Regions from separate parts of the Zea mays genome. Here region 2 is linked to region 1. Evidence: chromatin contacts called from public Hi-C data. All regions are on one chromosome and are shown on one strand. The core of a region is the stretch at or near the end of the contact, and the rest is flanking DNA. Distances in the headings are between cores, read along the strand shown.

What was found. Hi-C and Micro-C count contacts between places; a contact is called where the count stands out from the background.
Region 2: a Hi-C map of tassel shows a contact between it and region 1, with 3 times the contacts expected there. The contact joins the promoter of LOC100278917 here to the enhancer-like site in region 1. A contact is called at or near these places in 4 of 25 Hi-C or Micro-C datasets (bundle sheath, ear, leaf and 1 more).

The regions. Positions count from the first base shown.
Region 1 is chr7:134,688,605-134,694,674 of Zm-B73-REFERENCE-NAM-5.0, forward strand. It overlaps the pseudogene LOC103634181. Among protein-coding and RNA genes, the nearest start is that of LOC100272620, 30 kb to the right of the region's middle. Within about 2 kb of position 3,732, at least 19 of the 20 cell types and tissues checked have an H3K27ac peak or open chromatin away from gene starts, as enhancers often do. A contact at or near this core is called in bundle sheath, ear, leaf and 1 more, where this site is marked.
Region 2 is chr7:134,809,979-134,816,048 of Zm-B73-REFERENCE-NAM-5.0, forward strand. LOC100278917 (protein SCAI homolog) reads left to right here and starts at 2,511. Exons shown (of 9, transcript NM_001346998.1): 1 at 2,511-3,209; 2 at 3,969-4,175; 3 at 4,298-4,537; 4 at 5,080-5,146; 5 at 5,239-5,382; 6 at 5,512-5,603. The coding sequence starts at 2,679.

The DNA of each region.
Region 1 (6,070 bases), core at 2,482-4,981:
TTATACGGTCCGCTCTGTAAAAGCTGGGCAGCTGCACTGAAGGTCTGAAGCAGCATACAACCTTGCGGCTCTCAAAACATGTTTGCTCCATTTTACAGCTTCTAACAAACTACAATTCCCAACTTACAGCTTGCAACTTAGGAGGGAAGACGGTTTCACTGGACAACAATGAGAGAAAGCAAGAGCACCGAATGGGAATGTCACACACAAACGCACACGTGACGCACCCCGGCGACGATCAACATGGATGACCCCAGGCCCGGCAACAGCATTAACGCGTCACATTGCGCCGGCCGAAAGAACCGATGGATGATTCCTTGCGTTCGCAGCAAACCCTTGACACGGCGGCGAGCGACCACCTCGGCCCGGCCCGGCCCCGTACCACCACGTCGGTGCCTACACCTGCGCCTGCGCCTGCGCGTCTGCACTGTCCGAGACGGGGACGAATGGGCCTGGTCCAGCCGGTGGACCACCTGATCATAACCAACTCAAAAGGCATGGTCCCTACGCACCCGTGTTTTTCCCCCCTCCACCCTTTTTTTTTCCCACGGACGCGACGGGTGCCGTGCCGTGCCGCGACGCCACGTACGTCCGGTCCACGCCGAACCCAGCTCCCGCTGTCTGTTGCTGGCTGGTGCGACGCGACGCCGAAATATCCTGGCCTGGCCCCGACCCGACGCATCGCGTGCGTCGTGCTCGCGCACAACTCACCCCCCATCCCGCGCCCCATGCGCACTGCAGCTGTGGTGGCCGGACGCGAGGGGCGCACGGCAGGGCACGAGACGACCGCCCACGGGGGGAATCTGTTCCATGCATGCACCAGTAGGAGAAACAGAAACTGTTTCGACGTCTCTGCAAGCAGGAGCGCGATGCTGTTGACGCCGTTGGAAAGACGACGCGCGCGACACGGCAACACAACAGAACATACTCCCGTAGCTAGCGCACGTAGTAGTAGTAGGCCGCTGCAAGATTCGATCTTTCATCGTGCTGGTTGCACGCTATCGTTGTTCGCTAGTACGTATTCCTACTACATACATAATAGCTAGCCAGCGTCGCCTAGGGCGATGCAACACCTAGTAGGTGCCTAAAAGCGTAGGCGCGGACGCGCGCGTCGAGTCGACTCGACTCGGACCTTCCACTTCCAACCAACTAAAACTCTGCGCGGTTGCGGTGCGCCCCCGGCGGGCATCAAAGAGCCTCCTTCCAAACCCATGCCCGAGCCCGACGACGACAGCCACCCGAGACTCAGAAGCACGGCACATACGATCGTGACAAGTGATGGAGAGGCAGACACGAAATCTGCTTGCCGAAAAGCCTACTAGCGGTGGCAGATAATGGGAAACCTAACACCACTCTCGAAAACATCAGAAGGAAATTACAACAAAAAAAGGAGCTTTCGCTCCCGCTCCAGCGATACACGCCGTGATCTCGACCAGAGCGCCCCCCCTTGCCCCAGTTTGACAACAGCTGCCTGCTGCTGCTAGCAACTCGTGCCGGCCTGTTCGTTTCGCAACAGTGAAAGCGTGGATGGCCGGTGCAAATGCAATGCAACTCATCACCGATCGCCACAAAAAGTCCAGGCGCTTTTGGCTCCCTGCTCTTAGTGCTCTAGTGCCCCCTCCTGCAAGGCTGCAATTTGCGATTCGCGAGCAGTGACCGTGACCGTGACCGTGACCGTGAAAACGCGCGAGCTCCCCGGCCACCGCACTGCACGGAGCACACACACAACTAGCCCGCGCCTTTGCCAACAGCTCGAAACCCTTGCGGGCTTGCCGCGGCCGCGCGCGCGTTTTCACCTCTGATCTCGTGCGCGGCGCGGCCGGGTCGGACCGGAACGAAAGGGCCAAAGGGGTAGCGACGCTACGTCGCTACTCCGCCGTACGTCCGCGCCACCGCCTGCGCAGGAAGGAAGGAAGGGAACCCGGCCGTCCGTCCGGCCGGGCACTAGGGTGGTGCCTGCCTGTGGCGTTGCCGCTTCGGGTTGGCTCGTGCTCCGTGCTTGCAATTCCAGTGCCGTACTGCCGTCCATGGATGGACGGACGTCGGCAGAAAAAGGCGAAGATGGACCAGAGCGGAAAAGGAGCCGAGCTCCAGCAGCGAGCAGCGTCGTCCGTCCCCCACAGGCCACGCCAAAGGCAACCCTGCTGGCTCGCATCGCTTTCCTAGCCGCCCTAGGCGGGGGGGTCGCCTGTGTCTTTCGGGCAGGTGCTGTGCCTTGGCTTGTCGCCCCATTCCCTCACCGCCAGCGCCCAGCAGCCAGCACCTCGTTTGGGTTTTGGATGCAGCACTGCACGATTCCCTGACAGCTCGGAAAGGGTACAGAGCCTGCGGTTGGGGATAAGAACAGTGGTGAGCCAAAAAGGTTGGGTAGCTCGTTCAACCAGCGGAACCAGTATTTTTTATATTAGTTCATATTGTTAGTTAACGAGCCTATCAAGTCAAAGCTGTCGAGCTTAAATTTATATTAATCTCATATTGTACTATGTCTCGGTTGATTGTTAGACCTAGTCCTATAAAAGAACATTATCATGACAATCAATCTATTTTCTTTAAACTGGTAAGAAGATAACTATGGAGCCCTAGATAGACTAGTCCGTCGTTATTCCTCCCTCCTTCCTCCGGGACAGGTAGCTCGCGTCGTGGGGGCAGCGCAAGCACGCGGTCCCGGTCTTTGAATATGTCCGGGGATTTCAGCGGACGCATGTGGCGTCCAGTACGTGAGCAGGGTACTATGTTTCACTTTCAAGGGATGAGCAACTTTCAGTTTAACCAAGCCTTATTACCGAAGTAGACAGAAGTAAAACACAAGTTACCGAAGGCTGTTTCCACCACTCGAAAAGACTCCGTGGCACGCAGAGGAGGACAGAATTCTCAAATCAGTACGCGCTGCCTGCTGCCCTGTGCTGTGCTTCATCGGAGCAAGAGCATGTGCTGGGCTGGAATCTCGTCCCGTAACGATTCGGTTCCTCGTCATGTTCTGGGATTTTTGTTCATCCTTTTATTTTATTTATTTTTTTACCGCGACGCGAGATCACCTTTGGTCCCCCCTCCCCCGGTCCTCTCCTCCTGCTGGCTGCCATCTGCCAAGCCAAGGGCGCTGCCGCTACTGTGCCTGAACGCTGCCGCGCCACAGCGGCAGCCTCGCAGTGAGATCCCAGGCACCCATTCAATTCTGCAGTTCTCGCTGCCGCCCTTCCCTCTCTGTCTTCTCCGCACGGCGAACAGTGCGTTCTCGTCCGCTGAGGCCGAGGCTGTGCTGATCGAGTTTGGTCGCTTGTGTTAGTGTCCACTCCAAGTTGTTGAGTCGCGACCGTCCATTGGCCACCTGCTGACAAGCTAGCGGAGCGGCGGCATCCCGCGATCAAGACGATATCTGACGAACACATGAATCGAGGTTCGCCTGATCGATCGCTGGCCTGGCGCGACGACAACGACTACGACTACGCCGTGAACCTAAAAGATCTCGACACCGCCGGTGGAGCTTCACACAGGTAGGAAAAAGGGGCATGGAACTGCGTGAAAGTGAGCCTCACGCACCCAACCTCCACGGGAACATGATCGACGGCTCGACGCCGCCGCCGGCTAGAGTCTAGAGCAGCCGGCGCCCGACGCCCGAGGCGAGCGGCATGGCTGGGCGAGCGAAAAGGCAGGTAGGGGTAGGCGTAGCGGACTATGGGAGGGACAGGGGAGCGCGGTGGTGGGGCGCATGTGGCTTTCACCTCCTGGCCACACACACAGACGGCGACACCGAGCTGAGCAGAGCTGATGCCGTGGCCCGGGGACCATCGCTGCGGTGCTGCCTGCCGCGCCCGCGCTCCCGCGCGGTACCCGTCCTCCTGTGCCGTAGCCCCTGCCTGTTCAGACTGCGCGAGCCGGGATGCGCGCACGTCACCGGTTTGCGGCCGGCACAGACGCAAACCACCCGATTGGTTCGCTGCACGCGAGAGGCCAAAGCTTTGCACGAGCCTGGTCGGGGATACGGATGCTTTGGGTGTATAGGCAGATGTAAAGAGAGAAATTGTCTTAAAATGGATTGTTTTGTATTTACTCATGGTCTCATACAGCTCATATCTCCAGACAACACGTTCAGATAAAATTAACATATACGCTGAATCAGGATAAAATGGTATATACAACCAATCAGACAGACAGACAACCAATTAGACGGATAGCGAATTCGTCCCCTCCTCTCCTCCGGTCCAACCCCGGCCCCACTCCACCGTCGTCTTATTGTTGCAGAAGAAGGGCCTGTTTAGAAACAGATTACCGAGCTTTAAATATACCAAAACCCCCTTTATCTCAAAACATTACTCAAACGCTCTAAGGGAAACCCTAGTATAGCCCCTACTTGATTCACCATAGCAAGTATAGATAATTAGACCAGGGGCGAAGCCAGCCTCCATAATCGCTGGTGTCAACATCATTATACACAGGTGTCAAGAATCCTATAGGTAGTGTTTAAACGATATTTTACACTATACTTTTTGAAAATCATCAATGTCAACTGACGCTGGCGCTAAGCTGTAGCTTCGTCAAATACAGCGGAGCCTCTATTTAAGATGTCAAATTTGGAAGGTGACACAAATTCTCTCCCAAAACTATTGGGTGATGCTCAATCAACAAGATACCGAGTCGGGCTCTATCCACTAAACCTGATACTGCGTTCTCAATAAATACAGTATATCGATTTCTGCATACGCGTGCCACTATTTATTGAACATCAATCAAGAGGATATTGTGATATATCAAGTAGACCACTAGTAGTTTAGGACTAAAAGTTAAGAAGTCAAACTCTACTCTTTTTAATGCTTTCTCTGATGCAGATTGGGTAGAAGATATAGGTGGTAGAAAAATATGATCTCATCTCATGTAGTGCACATAAGCAAGACATTGTAAATTCGGAAACGAAAAAGATTATGTTCGTACGTACGTCCATGGTGCCGCCCGCGCCCACACGACGAACGTTGTTTTGCTTTGCTGCGCATCATCCGTACATGAAAAAATACCAAACGCCGTGCACGGGCAGCCGCGGAAGAGGAAGGCATGCCTAGGTTCATCGCTCATTCAGTGCAAGCGCAAGCACCGAAACACGTAGCAGCCTGGCAGTCTGCTGATACGTCCAGTGAGGTGTGCACGCAAGTTGCTTCCATTCCATTGGCGCAGAAGGAAGTCCAGTGATTCTCTGTGTGAAATGGTGAGCTCCCTTTTTGGCGGGCGGCCCTGGCAGCGAGTCCCATCACACTACGGCTGACACCACCATTGTTTGTTCAGGAATCACACGCCACGCCAGGGCCCCCCGACCGATCCTTTGTCCGTCTCCGTCAGAAGCAGCCGTGTGAGAAGGACCCGAGCCCGAGGCCCGAGGGGCCGGACATCAACTTGCTGCTGGCTGCCGCTGCGGCGCGGTACGGCGCCGAGCCGCCGATGATGCCGTGAGCGGCCGATCGACGGAAATGATGGCAGAACGCCATATACCGTGGTGATACACAGATACCGATGTCGATACTCTGCTCATCACTCGGTCGTTCGTCACCAATGAAGACTTTGCGTGCGTACAGAGGTATATATATACACTGTTAAGTTGTATTGTATCCCTGCCGTGCCACCCACACACACAGACTGACTTTTATCTGCAAGTACTAGATCGTGCAACTTCTGTCAAACCTCAGGTGTGCATCCAGTTGGTGAGACGTACCTTTCGTCTTCCCGGTTTCGTCCACCCGGTCTTGAAGCACTTGAACAAGCTTTACCACATGAGTTACGCTTACGCAGAGGAGAGGAGACACAGAACCGAGAGAGCCCGCCGCTGCCAAATTCCAGGGGCGGGTAGCACACTAGTTCGTAGTTCCTCGCTAATAAAAAGAAGGGCACAGCGACCCAAAACCGCCACACTGGACGGCCACTAGCACTACGGTCTCCTCGTCACCCTTTGTTTCTTCTCCCGGGCACGGTGGTTCATGACCACACGCTCGCTTTACACGTTGCTAAGCTAAGCTAAGCGCCTAAGCTAAGAGAAAACATTACCAACGCGCAAAAAAAGGGGCAACAGTTCGCAACGGCACGGGGCGAG
Region 2 (6,070 bases), core at 1,261-3,760, 120 kb after region 1:
TGTCCATTATGTTATTCGAGTATGTTAAGTCATTCATGACCATTAGGTCATTCATTTAATTATTCAAGCTCGACGAAACCCGACGGCTGCGAGTATGGGTGATGATTTTGACCCGCGGGTGTAACCCGCACCTGACCCGAAGTTTCACAGGTGTTAGTGCGGGTTTCTATTTTAACCCGCAGGTGACCTGCACCGGACCAAAAAATGGTCCATTCTTTGTTTTGCACAAAAATGATTAAGATGCCATAGTAATTATTTTTGAATAAGTAACTTGACTAATGGTTCATGAAATGTTGTGTTGCCTCTCAACGTGATAAGACTTAAAATCCATATATATAACTCAATTATTGTGCTACTTAATTGCTTATAGTTGAATTATTATTTAAAATTATATAATGAGTAAACCCCACGGGTGACCCGAAACCCGATGGGTTCGGTTGCGTGTTTGGAATTGCACCCGCTGGTGCGATCGCGGGCGGGTTTTGGCATAACCCCATCCATTGCCATCCCTAAACTCGATACGTGATTCTATCCTGGCTCGACTCGGGTGGTGAGGGGCATGGTGGCAGAGCAACAAGTGCGGGTGAGGTGGGCCAACGCGCGGAAAAGCCGGATTGGCTCGCGGGAGCGCGTGGGCAGAAGAGGCGGGCACGCGAGGGGAGGCTGGTTCAGTCAGGTTGGCATGCTGGGTTGGGACCGGGTAATAGATCACTGGTCCATCACCCTAGGTGACCTTCAGTAATTACCGGTAATGACCGAGCGACGTTCGTCGGAAATTACTTACCGTTCTTCGATAATACTAGTTGGGTAAAGCTTTACCTAGAGAGGCGGTGCCCTATATATGTATATGTGTGAGTGAGACAAACAAATTATTAGGCTGCCCTTGTGCATAGTTTAGCCCTAAAAATATGTTGACAAGTGAGCCAAGCATACCATTGACACACGAGGTGACGAGGCTATTGAATTTCTGTCGCAATTGAAGAGAATTTCGCGGTTAGAGGTCTTCCCTGGCCAGATAAACTTGTACTTCCATTTTTTCAATAAAAAAAAGAGCGCGAGGGCGTGGCTATCGCATGCTCCGTTCTGCTCTAATCGGCCACGATACATAATTCCATCTCAGGCCCGTAATCACGAGGAGGCACGCCGGAAAGCGCGCGCGGCCGCTGGTTTGTCTCCACGCGCATACAGCACTCAACTCCAACCACGTGGCAATATCTTTTCGCGGTGAAGGGGAGACGGCCGGAGGCTCCACTGCTCTCCAGCAATCCAGCACCCAGCAGAGCCGCCGCCGGTGTTGCTGTTGCGTCAGCTAGTTAATCCTGGCCGCGGCACAAAGACCCTGGGTCGCGGATGAATTTGTCAATGGACGCCCGGCCGCTCGGCAATGCGAGGGCCAACCTGTTCCAAGCAGGCATTCGGCATTCCCCCCTCGGCGCGGATCCGGGGACAGCTCATCAGTGCCACGGCCGTGGGTGTTTGTTTGAGATTATAATCTATCTAGATTATATAATCTAACAACTTTTGAACTAAGAGTTAGTTCAAAAATTGTTGGATTATATAATCTAGGTGGATTATAATCCCAAACAAACACCCCCTTCACGGGTGCTCTGCTCTGGCGGTGCGGAGTAGGTCGGTGCCGAATGATTGCGGCGATGCAAAAGCTCCAGCCAGCAGAATGATGGCCAGCGAAAGTTAGTGGCCTGCTTTGTTCTTTGTTTGATCGAGCAAGGCGCTCCCGTTTGTCTCTCTGGCATGGCTGGACGGCTGGTACCGCATATTCCATAGGCGGAACGGAAGGAGCAGTTGCGTTAGCTTCAGTTTTTTTTTTCTGTCGTTTTTTTTCCCACCTGGACGATCGACATCATGAGGAGAATAAAAAGAACGTGAACAACCTACGTCAACCTAAGCTACCATGGGAAGGAAGCTCGGAACATGACACGCTCCGGCGACGGCTGCGAACCGCGGGTGGCCAGCGGGGAGTGTAATCGGTAATCCTCCTCCTGGTCAAAAGAACATGTTATCGGCTGTTTAAGGATCATTTCAGTTTCAGGGATGTTCGGTCCAATCCTATGCCCCTGGAGTCAAACGCCTGATTAGAAACCCAAACACAGGAACCCTAACCTCACTGTCGGCATGTAATGACAAACAAACATAGATTTGACCGGTGTCATGCATCGTGCATGCTTATTCTCATCTGCGTTCGCCGGACGTATGAAAGCATAGATTATTCCTGATTGCATCGGGAGTCAATTCTGGAGTGAGGGCCAGCAATTTCCTTGGTTCCAACTTCCAAGTCCAAGTTCGGTTTAGGTTAAAGAGAAGCGATTGCGATTGTGCAGAGAAGAGACAGTGGGGTCTGGGGGAAGCCATTATTTAAACAAAGTCCAAATCATTGACTCATAAGAGCCCAATTAGGCGTTCCCAAAATCACAGCATTTTTATCGCAACAGCACACAGCTCATCCCCCGGCTGCTCGCTTTTTATCACTTCTCCCTTCTCGAAACACAGACGAACACCTTTCTTTTATTACTCTCCTGTCCCCCTCCCTCTCTCATCAACCATCACCTCCGTCCCGTCCGCCTCCCATTCGCTCAAACCGGAAGGAGGAGGAGGGCGAATTAAAGCCTCGCCTCCCGCCCCCGCCCCCGCCCCCGCCCCCCACCGCGTCGCCGGCGCCGATGGCCGACGGCGGGGCCGGCGCGTACCGGGAGTTCAAGGCGCTGGCGGAGGCGGCGGACCGCAAGTTCGCGCGCGCGCGGGACCTGCCGCTCTACGGCGGCGGGGACCACCACAGCCGGAAGGCGTTCAAGGCCTACACGCGGCTCTGGCGCCTGCAGCAGGAGCGCCGCCGGGAGCTCGTCGCCGCCGGCCTCCGCCGCTGGGAGATCGGCGAGGTGGCCTCCCGGATCGGCCAGCTCTACTACGCGCGCTACCTCCGCGCCGCCGAGCCGCGCTCGCTCGTCGGCGCCTACGTCTTCTACGAGGCCATATACAGCCGCGGCTACTTCGGCGCGGCCGCGGCAGCGGTGGGGACGGACGGCGGCGGCGGCGGCGTCAGCCGCCACCAGGCGCTCCTGATCCGGTACAAGGAGCTTCGGTTCATCGCGCGGTTCCTCGTCGTGGCCATGCTGATGCGGCGGGCCGAGGCGGTGGACCACCTCGCCGCACGCCTACGTGCGCTCGTCGAGGAGACCAAGGCTGCGTACCCCGTAAGAAGCTATCCTCTTGTTAATTGGGGAACCTGAGTGAAATTTACGAGACGTGTTTTTGGCTGCACATTTGGGGTCCTTTACCCTAAGGCCATGATTTACCTTAAACTTTAGCGGTGAAGAGCTTGCTTTTCTACTCACGTTCGCGTCACTAACAGTACTCTCGTTCAGTTGGAGGAACCTCCGCATTGGGTATTTTGAGTTCATCTGCTTCTAAGCCAGGGTTTTTTCTGTTCGCTTAATTGGCTTGTTCAATTTGAGTTGGCCGAATTTTCAGTTTCCTTTGTGTTCCGGTCGTCATGATTTTGCTTCCTTGTGCACACTGTAGTTGCAGTAAATAATAAGCGCAGCCTTTTATTGTGGGGATTAGCGGCAAACAGGGAGCATCTGGAGTCAGCAGGGTGCAGTTAGAAGTTTGTTTTCGTTTCTATCTTTCCTGCTAAATTAGAGGCAGCGGATGCTCTTTTTTTCTGCCGGTTCAGTTATTCCAAGGTGTCTCTGGTTGAAGCGAAATTGACTGTTGGCAACATAATGCCACCCGGTTCTTACATTGCTTAATTGAAGAAAATGAGATATATGCCTAATGTTCGTGTATTGAATATTTTGTATCCTAAACAAAAGATAGGCATTTTGGAAGTTATGATGTTTGTAGTTTGTTTCTGTGTTCCTTAATTTTTATTCCAGTTCATTCATATCAATATGTGCATACTACCATGAACTTATATCCTGATGACAACATTGTGACCTTGTACATTTTAGAAAACAAACTTCAAGGAATGGAAGCAAGTACTTCAAGAACTTGGCAGATTTTTGAAGGCTGATGGAGCATATAAAGGATCTAGATCACTAAGATATGACAACTTATTTGATTCTTATCCATCGAACCTTGTATCTATTGCACGATTCCATTCAAAAAGGGTGCTCAAACTGAAGGAAGCTGTGCTAACAAGCTACCGCAGAAATGAGGTTACACATAACTGTTACCCTGTTGGAAATAATTTTAATATTCATGTATTTTTCTTTTGTCTTTTACGCCAATGTGCTGAACAGCTGAAAATATCTCTCATAGCCTTTTTTTTTACATGCAGATCAAGTTCACAGAACTAACTTTGGATACATTCAGAATGCTACAGTGTTTAGAGTGGGAACCCACTGGGTCTTATCAGATTGCTGCTAAAGAACTTACAGAAAATGGCACTGTAAGTGATCAGAGTGGACCCTCTGGTCTGATTGATATTCAACTGTCAACAGAAATATCTGATGGAAGTCTTCCTTCAAATCCTCAAAAGGCAATCATATATCATCCTACAGCCGCTCATCTTTTAGCAGTATGTGGCCACTTTGATTGTTCCTTTCCCTTTTGAACTCCATCTTGTGCATAATATTGGCAGACACATGAACTTTTCGTAGGATTGCATATTTCCTTGTATTTTTTTTCAGAAACCTGAATGATGGCATTGGTGTTTTAGTGCTAAGGTGTGCCAATGCTCTTATTCGTTACAATGACAATGCTATATGCTGTTGTGATTAATTGTGTCCATGGTCCTGAAGCATGCCTCCGTTGGTGGGCCAGACCAAAAGAAAGAGTACCAATTTATCATGAATCACATGCTTCTAACAAAAAAAGTATAAATATACTTTCATAAGTATGATTGTAATAAGAAAGAAGTGGTTTTATGGCACACTTTCAACAAAATTGGTTTGGCAGCCTTGTCCATAAATTCATTAGTTGGCATGTTCTGGGTGCGTTCATACTTTCACTTGATCTGAAACAATATTATTATATCAGAGAAATGATGGTTTCCCCTCGTTTTGCTATAGAACCTTGTTTCCATACTGTTGAGTGTTGATTCATAGTTTTACAATACAGGTTCTAGCAACAATTTGTGAAGAGCTCTCTCAAGATAGCATTTTACTCATCTATATATCAGCGTCAGGTTAGTTGTTCTGTCTCTCGTACTTCAGTTTATGTTGCACTTTTGTTTTCGATCACCTGTTACCCTTCTGAGATTTGTGATTATCTTGTTAGGGTCTGCTGAGCAGAGTTTTGCTAGTCAAAAGTTTGGCTCTAGCTCATCTCGTGCGAGGGCTGCCTCTGCCTTCCCCACTGATAAGCCAAACTCGCATAACAGTTCTGATAATCATCTATGGCTTGGCCCCCGTGGAAGTGGAGGCAAGCTCTATGGCAATGTTCTGTTTCAACTAGTCCACTTCCTATAGCATCGCTATATCAGTGGATCCCTTTCTTTTAGGATGGCATACCTTGCACTTGCTTATGTTGACACTATTGTCTTTCTGACAGGTCCAAACAATCTTTATCCAGATGATCTAATTCCATTTACAAGATATCCACTGTTCCTTGTAATTGATAGTGAAAATAGCCATGCATTCAAGGCAGGTTTGTCAGAACTTAATCTTGGCTTGTAGAAGAAAACCATTACCATCGGCACTCTATTGCTTTTCTAAAGTAACATGTTTACCAGGTTGCCCATGCCATCTTTTTTTTTCTGCACACATGTTAATTATTTATTGTTTCCTTTTGCATTTGAATGGTTGCATATTCTCATTTGGTTCCCAATGTGAACTTTCCTATTGCCAAAAATACGAGCACTTACTATGGTACTGGCTCGATCTATCTTTAAACATCTAACATGTCTTTAGATGGTTTTCAGCTTCTTAACTGGTAGTAGCAGAGGATAGCTAAGGCTGATTTGTGGCATTGTGTGAATAAGCTGGAATTGTAGCTGGAGCTTGGGCGTGGAATTATTATTAAGGGGTTTTCTGTTTGTATTTGGACTATTTAGATGAATTTTATGCCTCCTGTTATCCTGTACAGGGGGGAAAATCTAACTTGCTTCTTA